Linked DNA regions of Triticum aestivum: region 1 is linked to region 2. The links are chromatin contacts, called in public Hi-C maps. All regions are on one chromosome and are shown on one strand. The core of a region is the stretch at or near the end of the contact, and the rest is flanking DNA. Distances in the headings are between cores, read along the strand shown. Region 1 holds the start of LOC123122760 (BTB/POZ domain-containing protein At5g66560). Region 2 has its middle 56 kb from the start of LOC123125521.

Region 1 (3,732 bases), core at 932-3,431, 110 kb before region 2:
CACGCCTCGCTCGGGCCAGCCGCGTGACGCACCGCCGCCGCCGCCGGCTGCGGCTGCGGATGCCGTGCTCGCGGGGAAGCCGTGGACGCCAGCAGCGTGCCCGTGATGGCGCGCCGGAGCTGCAGCTGCTCGAAGAAGAGCACCTGCAGCACCGCGCGCAGCGGGAGCCGCTCGTTCTGCGCCGCGTGCGTGCACGCCTCCACCGTCAGCTTCCGGCAGTCCACCACGCCGCACACCCTGTCCCGCTCCTCCGTCGTCAGCCGCGGATGCGCCTGCGCATGCATGCACCACTCACGAGTCATGGAGCCGGCAACCAACTGCAACTCGACAAACGCGCATTCTTTCTTGACTTGTCAGAAGCAGTCGATGACAAATCGGGGAATGTACGTACCTTGAGGTAGATGTCGACGGCGCGGTAGACGCCATCGTCGTAGATGCGGGCGTGGTCCGGCATTGCCAGCGCGAGCTCGCAGAATTTGGCTGGCTTCAGGTTGGCGTCGGACGCGACCTCTGCCAGGTAGTTGTCCACCAGCTTGCCCACCTGCGTCATTGCCACGGCCGACGGGCGCGACGCCGTCGTCCTCGCCGCCGCTTCCTCCTCGGTGATTGCGGCTGACGACGACGCCTCGTCCTCGCCGACCTCCTCCTCGGCCAGGAAGTGCCTGACCACCCGCTCGACGCAGTCCACGTCGTAGAGCGTCTCCGCGGCGCCGGAGTAGCTCGGGATGAGCACGTCCTCCACCGTTGCCTGTTCCAGCTGCGTCGCGGCCTTCCGCTCGATCGCGGCGCGCGCCGCGTCCGAAGCGCGCAGGATGTGCGCCGTCCGCAGCAGCGCGAACAGGAACTTCGCGGTCACCACGCTCCCCGAGCCCTTGTCCGCCGGGAGGCTGGCGACCACCGCCTCCAGGAGGTCTCTCTGCTCCACCTCCGACGACACCGGCGCGGACGCGCGGCGCCACCTCATGGACCTCGACAGCCCGGGGAGGGTGGCCTTGGCGTAGGACACGAGGCAGCCCTCCAAAGCCTCGGTCCTCACGTCCTCGCGCGCGGCCATGGCCGCCATCACCCGCTTGTACATGTGCAGGCCGAGCACGGCCAGGTCGCCGAACCAGGAGCGCGACGTCGCCGACGAGCGCGCGGCGATGGCCTCCACGCAGCGGGCGACAATGCCGAGCTCCTCGGCGTGCGGCAGCAGGTCCTCGCAGGACTTGAGCGCCTTGGTGGCCTCGCCGGGGTGGCGGAGCACGGCCTGCGAAAGGTAGGCCTCTGCGCGCGCGGCCAGGTTGTCCTCGGAGTGCTCCTCGGTCATCTCCAGGTACTCGGCCGCGCACCGCAGCGGCGCGACGTTCCAGGGCGTGAGTTCGACGCGGACGCCATAGCAGAACTTGGCCGCCGCCTCGAAGGTGCCCGGCCCACCGGGGAAGTCCGGGAAAGTGATGCGGTACGACTTGCCGTCCTCCATACTAACCTGCTGCTGTTCCTCGTCCCCGTCCTCCTCCTCTGCTTCCTCAATCTCTGTTTCCGCCGCCGCAGCAGGAGCAGCATGCTCCTCGGCATTGCCTCCGGAGCTCCCACGCCGCCGACGCCGCGGCTGGCCCGGCGGACGCTGCTCGTCCTGCTCGGCAAGCATGCGGCTGATCTTGCGGCTCTTGGACATGAGCGGGAACTGCGCGCGCAAACATTAGCCTCTCAGCGGAATTTCGTCGAGCACAGAAAGGACACACGAGGGATCAAGGAGAAACCCACCTTGTGGAGGTGGAAGCTCATGTCCTGCACCTCGAAGACGACGTCGCTGGGCAGCCCGGTGGTGCAGAACCTGCCGATTCCCGGCGAAAACAACAAAATCCATCAGAATCCGCCGACAAAACGACCGACGCAATTCCCCGTTCCACCCACCGTAGCACCGACCGGAAATCGGAGAGGAGACACTGGACTCACCACGCCTCGCCGGCCCTCGACGGGCCGTGCCGCGCCATGGACGAAGACGACATGGCAGGCCGCCCCCGCTGCTCCTGCTCCTCCTCGCTGTCCCGAGCTGTGATTTGGAAGACGACGACGACCGCATTTACATACCCTCTGAGGCCGGGGCTGGCTCCCCGTATAATTGAGGGAGGCCAGGCCGAGGGTGGTGGGTAGGCGTATTTAGGAAGGCGGCCTGAGCATCCCACTTCCGGTGGGAACCGGCTCCTCTGCCGTGCAGTGGGCACGGCAGGGATGCTACAGTGTCCCAGGCAGGGTAAAAACAGAAGGCACGGCAGTGTGCACTGTAACCGAACACTGTTTCCCTGCACTGTAGCGGGATGCACTGTTCTCGTCCTGTAGCATGCGCACTGTTTATGTACTGTAGCAAAGTGATCTGAGCCGTTTATACTACATCTGACAGCTGATAGATGCCCAAAGGCAGGCTCCTGTAGCATCCCTACCGTGCTCACTGGACGGTAGAGGAGCCGGTTCCCTTCCGGTGACAGTGTCAGCAGCGCGCGGCAGGGAGTTATTGCCGGTGACACGGATGGAAAGCTATGGCCGCCTCCTCCTAGTTTATTTTTCACAATAAAATCCTATCTTTATTATTTTGTGCTTAGTACTGTGCTAACTTGTTCGCTGGATGGATGAGGCGTGTGAGCTAACTAACCACTCCACCATGGCACCATGACATGGACCGGCAGCATGGGGATCGGATCACGTCGCGTCGTCGCCATCGTGGGTTTTTCACGGGAGGGCTGCGCCGGTTTGGAATTCCTGGCCTGGAAAGTTCCTTGGCCTTGGGGCAGACCACCCACTTTGTTGTTGGTCTAAGCTAGAAAGTTAAAAAAGAATTGATTGTAGGCTTTGGATTTTGGCAGGGAAGAAACAGAAAAGGGCAAAAGCAAAGGCGGGTGAAAAGGAAATGGGGGAGGAAAATCCTGCCCTTTTCTTCTCTTCGTGAAATGGGAAAGGCGCCGAGAAAATGAGATGGCCACGCTCTTGCCCTCGGCGGTTGTGTTTTGGCACGACAATTTGCAGCGCTATCGCAAATGGCATCGCCTGTTCAGACATCTTTTGCGGTAGGTACTCATCGTGGTCACCATCGCCAAGTTTTTGTTTTTGTTTTTTTTGCTGCCTTCTCTAATTGTTGGCTTTCGGTCGGCCGGATGGAGATGGGATTGTTTGAATCCGTCCTCTGCTTTACTGCTGGCTCCATCTCCTCTCTTCTCCACCACTAATCACCATTCTTCCTTTCGTTTTCCGCTATCCTTTTATTCATCTGTCTACAGCATCAGCACGCATGGGCACGGTCGGCGTCGACGGCGTGGCCGCGTGGGGCGTTGCAGGCCATGTATGTAAGCGGCGGCCGGTCGGTCAGACGAGACGAGCGCCGGCCACCACGCCGAAACGGCGCATTCAAGCTGAGCACTATGCGGACGGATGAGATCACACAGTGGTGCCAGTGGCAAGCTCTGGCCGTGCTCCTCTCACTGCTTGACGTTTACAGGTGGAGGTCATCACTTGCCGACTGCGAAACCAGGAAGATCTGCGAGGCGGGCCCCTTCCCTCCCTCCAAGCACTTGCTAGCTAGTGAACCGCCGGTGGCTGCCGGGGACGGCGAAGGCGGACACTGAAGACGGCGGGGATCGCCGGCAGCCGCCGTGGGTATCGGTAGCGGTTCCGCCGCCGGAGACATCCGACCCCAGGCCTGCATGGCCAGCCTGGGCCTTGCACTCGAGGGCACGAGATGAGTTTAGTAACTGTGTT
Region 2 (3,517 bases), core at 410-2,909:
TATTTAGGCTTTTTTGTAAAAGCATGGTTTCTTCACCATAATTAGCTAGGCATTAATTGGCACACTCCAAACATTTTAGTTTTAGTAATTGAAAACTTTTATTGTTTGCTTGATTTTGAATCTGAATTCGAATCGGTTTCGAACTAACGCAAGACTAGCAACAGTAATCAAGGTGACGTGGCATCATTAGCAGAGGGTTACTGTAGCTTAATTATCCGGGCGTCACAAAGTGGGTGCAGGCGGGGAGCGCTATCGCATTGGCTCCGGATCCGGCTTGGGCTCGACGACGGCGGCGGCGGCGGTGGAGGCGGGACGAAGAGCGGGGTGTGGACGAAGTCCCCCGCCGTCGACAAGGCAAGGGCTTGCTCCAACCCATCCCAATGCGCGTCCTCGTCGATCCGGCTAGCCTCTTGCGCGTGCTGCAGGGCCTGCTCGAGGGCGGCTTGGTACTCCGCCTCAGCCTCCATTTCCTCCGGCTCTACCCGCGGGGGCGGCAGTGAAAACTGCGGGTTGGCATCGACGCCTAGCCTCCGTTGCTCCTCGTGTTCGAGGGCAAACCAGGCCTCCCAGTTGGGAGAGTCGGCGGCATACTCGTGCATCCGCCGCTGCGCCGGCGTGAGCTGCGCCTGGCACCTGCGCACCTCCTCATCGTGCGCCCGTTGTGTCTGCGGAACCGCCGGCTGGGATCCGGTGCGGATCGAGGTGCCAGTGGTGCAGCAGCGTCACATCGGGGTAAGGCAGCGGCTGCCTATGCTCCCAGTGCCACCGCGCTTGGTGCACCGGGATGTGCAGACGCCGACGACCTGGGCGGACGCGCGCCGGCGGCGGAGGAGGGGAGGAGGAGCACGGGAGGATGAGGCGCCGGGGGTGCACTTGCCCTGGCGGCTGCTGCTGCCGAAGAGGCCCATTGCTAGGGTTTGGGGGTGTCGCCGGCGAGGAAGCACAAGAGGGTGGTGTGGGGCCAGATGTGGACGGAAGTGGATGAGGCCGGCCCCCGCCGCACGCGTGGGTTAAAAAAGGATGCTTCCACTGGCTGACTAGTGAGCCCTCTGTCGGTGGTCGTCATAAATTAGACGACGGGTGGTAGTTGGGTGGCCGCCAAGTGAGACCGCGGCGGACACCGAGGGGACGCGCGGCGGGTCCACTTCGCGTCCGTGCCGTCGCATTTGGGCTGCAAATTTGGGTCATAAATGCGTCGGCGTGGACGCGTAGAGACGCGATTTGGGTTTGAGTCGACGCGTTGGGCCTTTGCTTTTGTCCGTGCCGACCCAAACGAACGCAGCGGATAAAATGGGTCGTCCATTCGAATTGCTCTTAGCGACTCTGCTAGAGATGCTTAACGGAGTTGTCACCCGAGCGACCCTGGTTGTAGTCGTAGACGTGTAGCATCCGCTTGGATTCGGAGCAAGATACGGCGAAATTGTCTCTCGGCGCCGGAGAGAACCTGCCAAGGCGACGACGGCGGCCGGTCTATGTGATGACGCATGTGGCGGGCGTAGGGACACGATAAAGTTGGTGCGATTTGGCCGCACGACCATGGACGACAGCAAAGAAACGGCAGAAAAGGCGACGGTAATTGCTCCCTTTTCCCATACCGTGGCGTGCATGATCCCTCGCTTTTGGGGAGATATGGGTCGACGCGCCTTTTCTCGCGCCATCATGATCTCTGGTGACGGCGGTGTGCCGTAGCAGCGTCCGTTCGGGTTCAGACCAAGCCGATCTGACCGACCCTCGTGTCCGGAAAGGCCCTAATAATTCGACAAAGTTTGGATTGCAAGGAAGGTCTCATTGCACGAAATGTTTTTCTGACGTGTTATTGCACGAAATGTTTGGTGTCACGTCCATGTCAGCGGCGTCGGTTTGTTTAGCTGGAGTATTTGCCAAAACAAAGATTCCTTTGGGGGCAGGGAATTGGTTATTACTCGGCTGCACGGGCTGTTAGTTGTACACTTGTACTACTGCTAGGTTTTTTGCACTGGGGCGCCGCCATCATGTATCTACGCGTATGTATATATTAAAATATTCTCCTATTGCGAATCAACATGTGGTTGGATGGTTAGAGGGACTGTGGTATCCTCAGCCCACCAGGGTTCAAATCCTGGTACTCGCATTTATTCCTAGATTTATTTCAGGATTTCCGGCGATGCGCATTCAGTGGGAGGAGAACGAGGCGTCTACCGTGACTTCATAAATCTCTAGATGATATGCCGGCTCAGTCTTTCGGAGGTGCTCATAGGGGTAGGGTGTGCGTGTATGCGTTCATAGGGGTGAGTGTATGCGCGTGTATATGAGCGCTTGTGTCTGTACTGATGTTAAAAAAAATATTCTCCTACTTTGCCCCGCGCGTAGTACGTACGGCATAAAGTCAAGAGACTCTTTACCGACTCACGATACGACGCTGCAGTGCCAGTGGCTGCTAACGAGCACTCCTTTTTCATAAAAAAATATAAGAGCGTTTAAATCATTATGCTTTTATATTTCTTTTCAAAAGGAGTAAATATTAAATGTCTAATCCATAGATTTGATGTCGTTGATGAAAAGGGCAATGGAAGCTACCATCCGGCCGGTGCGACCGTGCGCAACCAAAGTACTCACTAGTCTGTCCGATGCGTTTCTGCTGTTTGATACGGAGGTTTGTCAGCCGAAGCTCAACAATGACCAATGGCGGCATGGCGGTACGTAAACGCGCGTAAAGCCGATGTGATCCGGCGGGCGGAGACCACGACCAAATTAAGAGTAATGCTACATTCATGAATCATTACGTGGGTTTTACAGGGACATTATGACTTGGCAGATGGTGATTGGTTCAAGGGGGAGGGAGGGGTCCCACCCGCTGAAAATCAGGGGTGGCAAGAATTAGAGGAAGGAGCCCATGAACCTCCTGTAACCCGTCCGTTGGTTTAACAATTTCGCCAAACTAAAACGGTGCAACGCAGTGATGGATATCCCGACTGATTGACCACTAGCCTTAACGTTAGACGGGCCCATTAAGGACTTATACAATGCAAATGTGTTAAGGATGATGCTTAGTCTAAAAAAACTAGTTTAGAGATATGCACCGATGGTTAAGAAAAAACTTGATTTATTTTACGAAACATCTCCCTAAGCATCTCGCATTGTCCAAGGTCTAAGGGGCACCTGAAGCGGTTTCCAAGGATTGTTTTTAGAAAGCTTTGAAATCTTTCTCACCAGGTTTTGGGAAACTTCAAGCCGTTTTCTATTATGTGGTCTCCTTTGCTATTTTCTTATTTGTGTTTTCAGTTCTTGCGTTATTATTCTATTTATTCAAATTCAGGCACAATCTTGAAATCCATGAACATTTCTAAAATTTATGAATATTCTTCATATTTTTGAATGTTTTCAAATCCAAGAACATTTTAAAACTTCATGACCATTTCTCAAATTCATGAATGATTTTATTCAAATTCACACACAAAATCATGAAGAAAAATTTAAATTGCCGATTTTTTGGGAATTCCTGAACATATTTTCTATCCATGAACATCTTCAAATTTGT

The links. A called contact is a pair of places that touch in the nucleus more often than the background predicts.
Region 1: a Hi-C map of leaf shows a contact between it and region 2, with 4 times the contacts expected there. The contact joins the promoter of LOC123122760 here to the enhancer-like site in region 2. A contact is called at or near these places in 2 of 5 Hi-C or Micro-C datasets (both in leaf) and 1 of 1 datasets of contacts at active chromatin or transcription factors (leaf).

The regions. Positions count from the first base shown.
Region 1 is chr5D:461,463,284-461,467,015 of IWGSC CS RefSeq v2.1, reverse strand. LOC123122760 (BTB/POZ domain-containing protein At5g66560) reads right to left here and starts at 2,181. Exons shown (of 4, transcript XM_044543099.1): 1 at 1,939-2,181; 2 at 1,747-1,816; 3 at 392-1,666; 4 at 1-272. The coding sequence starts at 1,991.
Region 2 is chr5D:461,349,688-461,353,204 of IWGSC CS RefSeq v2.1, reverse strand. No RefSeq gene overlaps it. Among protein-coding and RNA genes, the nearest start is that of LOC123125521, 56 kb to the right of the region's middle. Within about 2 kb of position 1,659, at least 2 of the 8 cell types and tissues checked have an H3K27ac peak or open chromatin away from gene starts, as enhancers often do. A contact at or near this core is called in leaf, where this site is marked.